Regions from separate parts of the Mus musculus genome. Here region 2 is linked to region 1. Evidence: chromatin contacts called from public HiChIP or PLAC-seq data. All regions are on one chromosome and are shown on one strand. The core of a region is the stretch at or near the end of the contact, and the rest is flanking DNA. Distances in the headings are between cores, read along the strand shown. Region 1 overlaps Zmynd8 (zinc finger, MYND-type containing 8). Region 2 has its middle 11 kb from the start of Gm29679.

Region 1 (4,545 bases), core at 655-3,154:
CTCACCAGCCTCCTCGGGAACAATAGGGTACAGGCCATGTGTCCTGTGGCTGCCCTTTGGCTGCTGTCTAGACACTCCGACCCACCCTGGCTGGCTCCACAAGTAAGAACAAATTCCTCCGGAGATGAGGTGGGCCATCTGGAGAAGCTCAGGTCTTTTATTCAGGGCCTGATGCTGTGTGAAGTCCAGCTGGCACTGGGACCTCAGAGTCGAATTGGTAGAGAATTGGTAGGAATTGGTAGAGAGGCGACTGGTTGAGCCCAGGGCCTTGTGCTTTCTAGGCAGGTGCTCAGATTTCCTAACCCCCTCCCTCTTCAGCCCCCAGCTGAGAGTTTGGCTTCTTGCATTGATTTTGGTGTATGTGTGTGAATGTCTTTGTGCCACATTGTACGTACCGAAAGCCAGAGGAGACTTTGTGAGATCTGCTTCTTCAACTATGTAGGCCCCAAAGATAGAAAGAACTCAGTCCTTAGGCTTGGCAGCAAACATCTTTATCTCCTGAGCCATTTCCACAGCCCAAGAACATAAGAGCTAGCATAGGCTTTCCTCAAGCCTGCCACAGATCTCCAAGAGTTAATGCTTTCTTTTCTTTCTTTGAGCTGAGATGTTTTTATGTTGCCCAGGCTGGTCTTGAACTTACATGCTTAAAGGGAGTAGGGACAGTGTGTCAACATACTTTGGAATTCTTTGTTTATATTTTTGTTCAGAGGTAGGCTCCTACCGTGCAGCCCTTCTGGGCATGGAACTCAATATGTGGAGCAGGCTGGTCAGTGAGGTCCTCCCGACTTGGTCTCTGGAGGGGTTGGATGGAAGGCAAATACCACCAACCCTGGTGTGTTTACTTACTCGGACAACTTTTTCTCCTTCTACTCTGTGGTCTGTGGGTCTCAGGACTTGGGAACTCAGGTTGGGTGGTGGGAGAAGATGCCCTCGGAGCCATCTTAGCTGACCTAGCTCTGAATTCTCAAATCCTATTCCCGCATCTCGTCTGCAGGGCTTTTAGGTTCTCTGAATATCAATCAGCAGCTCTCTTCCTATGTGATCACTTATTATTAATAGGGTAGTTCCCGAGTCTATTGCTTCCTTTATATCATCCTTGGCATTTTCCAGAGCGCGCACTTCTCAGGAGACAAAGCCTTCAGGCTTTCAAGATGCCAGGGTGACATTTGTGACCGAGGGTGACAGTCTGCTGTAAGCCATTCGTGCATAAATCAGAAGCACCATCTACCAGGAGTGCTGGCACAGTGAGCGGCTCCTGAGGTCTCCCCAGGCGCCGGGCAGTGTTTCCTTCTCACCTCAATGATTCTTAGCTCACTGCTGTGACGAGTGTATTCCCATTTCACAGTCTAGGACACTGAGGCTCGTGAGGATGAATGAAGTGGCCAAGTAGGGCTGGGGGGTGGTGTGGTATCAGGTTTTGTCTTTTGCTTTAAACATCTGAGTCACATCCCTTCAGGGCCAGCAGGGATACCCATAATGGCTGCCAGCATAGGGAAAATAGGGGGCTTTGATGGTTGGGTGGGGGATCTACCTCACTGCTCAGCGCCAGGAATTGGGCTCACTGTCTCTTTGCTGGGATGAACCTGCCATTTTCTTGCAACAGTAGCTCATTTAGATGCAGAGATGTTTCTCTGTGTAGACCAGTTTCTCAAAGATTGTTCATGAACCCAGAAAGTCACATCAAGGGGACGGAAATGGCCCAGGGCTGTCATTTTGCATTCTCTGTGCAAGACTGGTCACAGCACACTTCCTTGCAGGAGTTTGGCCATAACTGTGTGAGTCAGACAAGGCCCTGCCTCAGAGGCCAGAAACCCGGAGTCTGCCGCAGCCTGGTGTACTCCCTGGATGGAGGCTCCCTGTTCTTTAGGCCGCTTGCATCTTGATCCTGCTGCGTGTACATTTTGTGGGCAGAGTGCTGGTGTGCAGCTGTATGGTGTCTGCATTGTGTCACCAACGCAGGGGAACGGTCCCCTCGGAAACCGGGCGCAGATGTAGCGGAAGCCCAACATATTAAAATCCCAAACACTGTCATTCTTTGTGAGACTTGCCTGCGGGTGGATGTGTTTACAGAGCCAGGATGCTAGAGAAGTACAGTTAGAACAATTTGTTAAATAGTCCCAGACCTTGATTAGCACAGGACCCTCTATCTTTCTCTGTTGTGTGTAAATTAAGACTTTCACAAAGGGATTGAATGTGAGCAAGGCTGTGAGATAAGAGTCCTTCTGTCATTTTCAAGGGATCTCTAAGAAAACAACCATCAGTGCTTTTAAGCCATGGCGCAGAAGCGCCGCTGTGAGGTTTCCTTTCAAGAAACGTTGGTAGTTTAAACTGTCCTGACTCTGACATCTCTGAGATCCCAGGAAGTGCCAGCCCTGCAGTGTTTAGTGGCAAGTCTGTGTGAGAGAACTCTCCTCCCTAATCAGGTCTAAATTATCCCAAAATGCTGAAGCTCTGATCATGGCTTTCAGACTAGAGATTGGCGGCCTCCTCTTGGCAAGAGCGACCCTGCTGTGTCCTTGTCTCAGGAGCATGGAGATTACAACCTGCTCTTTACAGGGGCGGTGCTGATCTGGATTCCCATCCTCGTTGTTTAGCAAGGATTTTACTCACTAAAATTGCCCGGCTGATGCAGTTGAGCTCTGTGGTTGACACAGGGAAACTTCACCTGCCCCATTTTTGAAGCCCCGCTCATAGTAATGTCCAGTTTGTTTGTTTGTTTGTTTTTATATGAGTACACTGCAGCTGTCTTCAGACACACCGCAGAAGAGAGCATCGGATCCCATTGCAGATGGTTGGTTGTGAGCCACCCTGTGTGGTTGCTGGGAATTGAACTCAGGACCTCTAGAAGAGGAGTTAGTGCTTTTAAGTCCCCGAAGTTTATTTATTAATGGAGAAGACTGTCATCCCAAAGTGTTTCCACCCTAAAAAGAATGTCCTTTTTCTTCCTCCAAAGGTCTTAGAACAAATGTACCAAGTGGAGGGCCTGTCTCAGCATCTGGGCCTCTCTTACCAACCAGACATTCAAGTAATCGTTTTTTTTGTTTTTTTTTTTTTTTTTTTTGTTTTGTTTTTTTTTCCGGCCTCACTCACTCTGGCCCCTGCTCCAGCCATATTTATTTCATGTATGTGAGTACACTGTCACTGTCTTCAGACACACCAGAAGAGGACATCAGATCCCATTACAGATGGTTGTGAGCCACCATGTGGTTGCTGGGAATTGAACTCGGGACCTCTGGAAGAGCAGTCAGTGCTCTTAACCACTGAGCTATCTCTCCAGCCCTCAAGAAAGACTCTTTTGGTTTTTTGAGACAGGGTTTCTCTGTGTAGCCCTGGCTGTCCAGGAATTCACTTTGTAGACCTGGCTGGCCTCGAACTCAGCAATCCGCCTGCCTCTGTCTCCTGAGTGCTGGGATTAAAGGCGTGCACCACCATGCCCGGCTCTGGGAGTGAGTCTTGTTGCTCAGGTTGGACTCTCGAGGTTTGTGGGATCTGTAACCTAAACATTTGAATGCCAGGTGCGCTTTGACTTGGAATCCTACTGTCTTAGCCTCCAGAGTATCTATGATTACGGGATTGTGCTCTGAGGCTGGGCAAGAGAGCCTGAGGTACTTGGGGGTGGGGTGGTGGTGGTGGTACTGAGGCCTTCTACGTGTTAGGCAAATATTATTACTGAGCTACATCCCAGACCAACTTGTGGGCTCATGTGATCCTCTTGCCCCAGCCTCCAGAGAGCTGAAACTATAGAGCAAACCCATTGTACCAGGCCTCTGCTGTCTGTGAAAGGCTGAGCTCATCTCTTGGTTGAAAGACAGAGTCATATCTGCTTATGATGTTGCCTGGAACATTCTGGAGCATTCCTCTATGTGTGTGTGTGTGTGTGTGTGTGTGTGTGTGTGTGTGTGTGTGTGTATGTGTGTGTGTGTGTATGTGTGTGTGTGTGTGTGTGTGTGAGAGAGAGAGAGAGAGAGAGAGATTGGCCCATGGCCTTGTGTACTGGCAAACCTCCCTGGTTACTATTGATGGGCCCATTGCTGCAACCCTCATCGCTGGCCCTGGCCTGCTGGGCTCACTGCTCTCCTGCTCCCCTCTGTGCCCGATTCACAACTGACCTTTCAAATTCCCTTGAGAGCCATTTCTGGCTCTCAGGTGTTATCAACCTCTCTCCTTTCCAGGTTTAGTTTTTCTTTTAAGGGTTACATTTGATTGTTTATTTTGTGTGTGCAGACATGGGAAAGTCAGGCGGCCTGCTTGTGGGAGCTGGTAGGCAGTTCTGCCTTCCACCAGGTGGGTCACGGATTGAACCCAGGTTGATGAGGCTTGGTGGCATGCGCCTTACCTGCTGAGCCATCCTAGTTGTCCCCCCTTTCCCCCTGCATCTCTTTGACTCCCCCTCCAGGTTTAAGGCCTCAGTTGAGACTGCACCCTTTTGTGGCTCTCTTTCCGTGCACACACAATAGGCACACTGAGCCTGACTTTGTCCGATGGTTGGAACTTCTACCCTAGATCATGAAGGCAAAGGCAAAGCAGCCTTTTGGCTGGGGAGGT
Region 2 (4,545 bases), core at 1,200-3,699, 690 kb before region 1:
TGAGCTTTTGACACCTCAAAGCCCACCTCCTGTGACACACTTCCTCCAACAAGGCCACACCTCCTAATCACTCTCAAGTAGTGTCACTCCCTATGAACCAAACATTCAAATAGGAGCCTGTGGCGATCATTCTTATCCAACCACTGCACTCAGTCTCTGCTGCATCCAAGGGATCATGTATCCAAGAGTGGTGGTTTGGGATGTCAGCCTGTCACCTGGCCTCTAGCTAGGCATGTCCTGACAGGCCCAAAACATTGCATGAGGACTGATAGCTAAGGGTTATGTTTCATTGAGGCTTAACTAAGGAAAAGGCTTTATTTCAAATTAAATAAAATGTGCTGGCGAGGAAGAGCTTGAATTCTTGTGTACAGGTTTGGCTCTTTGTGTCCACACAGTAGCTCACAGCTGCTAAGGGTTCCAGTTCTGGGGATCCGATGCCCTCTTCTGGCTGCTGTAGGTATTACATGCATGTTGTGCTCATAAAATTCAAAAAGGCCCATACATATAAATAAAATAAATGAAAGAATAAATCTTAATAAAACAGGTGCAGGAGAGATGGCTCAGTGGCAAAGAGCAATGGTTGCTCTTCCAGTGGAACTGAGTTCAAATCCCAGCATTAACATGTCAGCTTAAGCCGGGCGTGGTGGCGCACGCCTTTAATCCCAGCACTCGGGAGGCAGAGGCAGGCGGATTTCTGAGTTCGAGGCCAGCCTGGTCTACAAAGTGAGTTCCAGGACAGCCAGGGCTACACAGAGAAACCCTGTCTCAAAAACACCAAAAAAAAAAAAAAAAAAAAAAAAAAAAAAAGTCAGCTTACAGGCCTCTGCAGTTCACAGCCTCAAGAAATACAATTCCCTCTTCTGGACTCAGCATGCACCAAGCAAGAAGATGGCGCACAGACATACATGCAGGCAAAACACCAATACGTATAAAAAATAAATGAAAAAATTGAAAATAAAAACAAAAGGGAACAATCAGTACAGTAGGTTTGTGCATACAAAGAATATTTACTATGCACCTACTACACACGCACTCCACAATGTGCACTAGAAATCACGTGAGCATAGAAAAGGGACCAGGAGCCAGGTAGACGTAGCAGCAGCCACTTTTCTCCCTACAAGGCTTCCTTGTAAGGAGCCCTGTCCTGTCTTCCGGCCCCACCCACCTGTCACTGGCCACAGCCACAAGCACCAAAGGCAGGTATAGTGTCGCTTTGGGGGGACAGAGACTGTTCTTGGAAATGGTTGCAACAGTTTGTGGCTGGGGAGCTCGCATGAGGACGCTGGAGGACAGAGTGTTCTGTGGGATCGGGGAATGTGTTTATCTGGGGGCACTTGCTAGGGATTCCGGTCTTAGTTTCTAAAAATCACATAAGTGTGTGTGTGTATGTGAGTGTGCACTCATTGTGTGTGTGTGTGTGTGTGTGTGTGTGTGTGTGTGTGTGTAAGTCAGTTCTCTCCCTTCCATCACATGATTCTTGGACATCAAACTCAGGTTGTAAGGCCAGGCAGCAAAGGCCTTTACCAGCCATATCATCACAATGGCCCAGATATTCTGAATTTAATGGTTAGTTCATGAAGGGGAGCCGGTCTCTATTTGGTTGGTGGTCCACTCAGTCAGTCTGGATCGCAGTGTTCCTCCAATCATGTGAAGAAAGACATTCAAAGGAGTCAGAGACGGGGCCCTTCAGATAACTTGCTTCCAACCGTTCTGTGCCTCCAGAGACGCTGTGCCGAACCTCATCACACCCCAGCTAACGTGCATGTTTGGCCTGTGGAGAATCAAATGGTTCCTGGAGACTGACTTTAAACCCAGTCAGGTGGTGAAGTCACTCGCTACTGCTGCTCCAGAGGTGTTATTTTACCAATCAGCACACCCAGCACACCCACCGACACCTCATTGGCAGCTGCGTGGGGCATCGTCCTATCCGGACCAGTTTATGAGATCTAAATGTTTCGAGTCTTCCCATTGGTGCCAGTGGTATGAGCCCGCACTTCCTCAGCCTGTGCTGACCTCCAGCCTTGGCATGAACTTCAAGAGCCTTTCTCTTTCTGTTCTGTCAGCATCACTCTGGCCCACAGTGTCGATGACACGTGGCTGTTTAAAGCCTAAAGATGCAGGATGCAAGCACGGAGTTGTCTTGCTGAGACAAAGACGAACCCTCATCTATGTGCTCAGGCAGCTATTACTCATGACTAGACTAAGTGCTTGTATATGGAGTTGTATAGAGCACAGCCATGCTCCTGAGTCCGGAAATTGCTTATGACTGTCCTCATACAATGCAGAGGGAGGGGGTGGGGGCTCACAAGCCACACTTTCAGGAATGTTAGTGACACTTTTAAGGGGAAAACTTATTGACCCTTGAATACGCCGTAGATCTGGGCCTTATGCTGCAGAGCGGAGGGCGGGGCTGAGAAGCCTCGTAGGCGGGGTTGAGATGCCTCATAGGCGGGGCTGAGACATTTCATAGGCGGGGCTGGTTGGGGATGTGGGGCGTCTAAGGGCGCCGCTGTGGTGTTGGTGGGAATGGCAGAAACAGTAAGAAACCAACAGGAAATACAAATCCTGCCTGCCTCCTCCATCTCCACCATCTTCCTGCAGGTCTGCAGTTGGCAAAGGACAGGAAGTCACGAGTAAATCCCAGCAGGAAATGCCTGGCAGAGGCCAACAAGAGGTCTCTGAGAAAGGGGACTGTGGTCGCAGAGACCCTGATCTTTACCATCAGATAGCACAGAGTAGAAACTTCCAGCTGACAGGTATTAGCATAAACACTAATAACTCCCCCTTTCCCCTGCTCAGCCCCACTCTAGGGGACTAGAGAAGGAAGACGCTTGGTAGGGGCGTCCTGCAGACTTAGATTCTAAAGTAGGACTCAGCTTTCAAATCTGTGCAATGGCCATGTAAATAATAACAGAAATAATGATCTGAAGCCCAACATCAGAACCTGGCACAGTCGTGCCTGGCATTTCTGGTTGCCAGGGCAGCAGGCTTACAGCACTAACAGGCTCTGGCATCGGGGCTGGCTCTGCACACCTTCACAGCGTTGGGTCTGAGCCTGTAATCTGGCTAATGTTACCATCCCCCTCTCCGGCACCACCATGTAAGCTCTCATTGTGGATGGAGCTCTTCCAGTGAGCTCTCTGAGCACCTGGAAGCCTGGGCCTGCTATCTTGGTCCCCACTAGTTCCTAGAAGGAGGCCCAGGTGTGCAGCGGAGACTCCATCTGGGACCTCCTCTAGCCCTCTAAGTTTGGAAATGTTTTGTTTTCCCCAACAGGAGGTGAGGGAACAAAGGGAAGGGGCGGTCACCTCCTCAGTGTCACAGGCTGAACTCGGCTGCCTTCGAATCCAGCCTCTCCTGCACGCTTTTGCTTCAACCTGAGTCCTCTCCTGGTGGCCCCTTGTCTGGAGAAGGCTTTCTGTAAGCCACTTTTTGCCAGTTCAGGGAGAGCCAGCCCCTCTCCCAGACAGCACAGTGGCTCCCAATGGCAATCTACTCTCCTCTTCATGTCAATAATAGCCCAAAAGAGATAAATCTAGCAATATGTGTGTGATCAGCAGCCTCGCAGTACCCCCCAAGACACAAATTTATGGGGCATCCACACTCGGGGGTCATCTTCCCAATAGTTTATAGTATCGAGCCTCCTTTATTTCCTCAGTAAATCTAATTTATATGGACAAGCAGATCAAGCCGAGCTGTTCCAGGCATTGGAAGGCTGTGAATCATTCACAAGGCTTTAGGAAACTTGGGGAGATTAAGGTTTTGCATAATGCAAATCAGGAGGGAAAGATGTTTGCTCTGCCTCCGCTGTGGATGCAATTAGCGCAATGAACACCAAAAGAGATTCATTTTCCTGGGACGCAGAAAGGTCCGCTTGGTATGCAGGAGAGCACAGTTATTTGCAACACAAGAGCCCAGAAGCCGAGGCTAGCCGAGCACCCGCAACTGTTTGATTTGCAATTTTAAAGAATTTAAGGATGAATAAAACATCCAGTTAATTTTGAAAGGGCTGTTGTCAAACGGCCTAAGATCTGGGCCTTTGCTGGGCTCAGAAGTCAGGACAGCACTTGAGGTGTGTGTGTCCTGGGCCCTGCTTATGGAGTCCTGATGCACCTGGAATTCTCTTCCGCTTAGCTTGGAATGCTCCAGGACCTAAGTCCCGACTCAAGAGCCCGGCTGTTTCTAGGCAACCCCCTTGTGGACCCCAGCTGACCTGTCCTAGCTCCTTTGATTTTAGGTAACTTAATGGCGCAGTGAGCATTGACTGGCCATCGTCTGTGAGCCAGGCACTTAGGGTGGAGCAGATCGCCTTGATCTCTTGGGACTGATACATTCTACAGGGGAGTGAAAGGTGCTATCAGTGTGTCAGGAGGTGCTAGGCCTGGGGAGGAGAGACGCCATGGCAATTAGTGGAAAGGACCCGTGTGTGTGTGTGTGTGTGTGTGTGTGTGTGTGTGTGTGTAGGTGCGCGCCTTAGACAGAGTGGTTGGGGACATGCACTGGACCCTCATGGAGGTGTGGGCAGATGTGAAGCATCTCTGGAAG

What was found. HiChIP or PLAC-seq counts read pairs in DNA pulled down with a chosen protein or histone mark.
Region 2: a contact with region 1 is called in an H3K27ac HiChIP or PLAC-seq map of trophoblast stem cells, with 4 times the contacts expected there. The contact joins two enhancer-like sites. A contact is called at or near these places in 1 of 15 datasets of contacts at CTCF or cohesin (large pre-B cells) and 7 of 115 datasets of contacts at active chromatin or transcription factors (embryonic brain, embryonic forebrain, embryonic stem cells and 3 more).

Annotation. Positions count from the first base shown.
Region 1 is chr2:165,864,485-165,869,029 of GRCm38.p6, reverse strand. All of the region lies in intron 2 of Zmynd8 (zinc finger, MYND-type containing 8), which reads left to right. Among named protein-coding and RNA genes, the nearest start is that of Gm11465, 15 kb to the left of the region's middle. Within about 2 kb of position 1,904, at least 108 of the 459 cell types and tissues checked have an H3K27ac peak or open chromatin away from gene starts, as enhancers often do. A contact at or near this core is called in trophoblast stem cells, where this site is marked.
Region 2 is chr2:166,551,570-166,556,114 of GRCm38.p6, reverse strand. No RefSeq gene overlaps it. Among named protein-coding and RNA genes, the nearest start is that of Gm29679, 11 kb to the left of the region's middle. Within about 2 kb of position 2,449, at least 104 of the 459 cell types and tissues checked have an H3K27ac peak or open chromatin away from gene starts, as enhancers often do. A contact at or near this core is called in trophoblast stem cells, where this site is marked.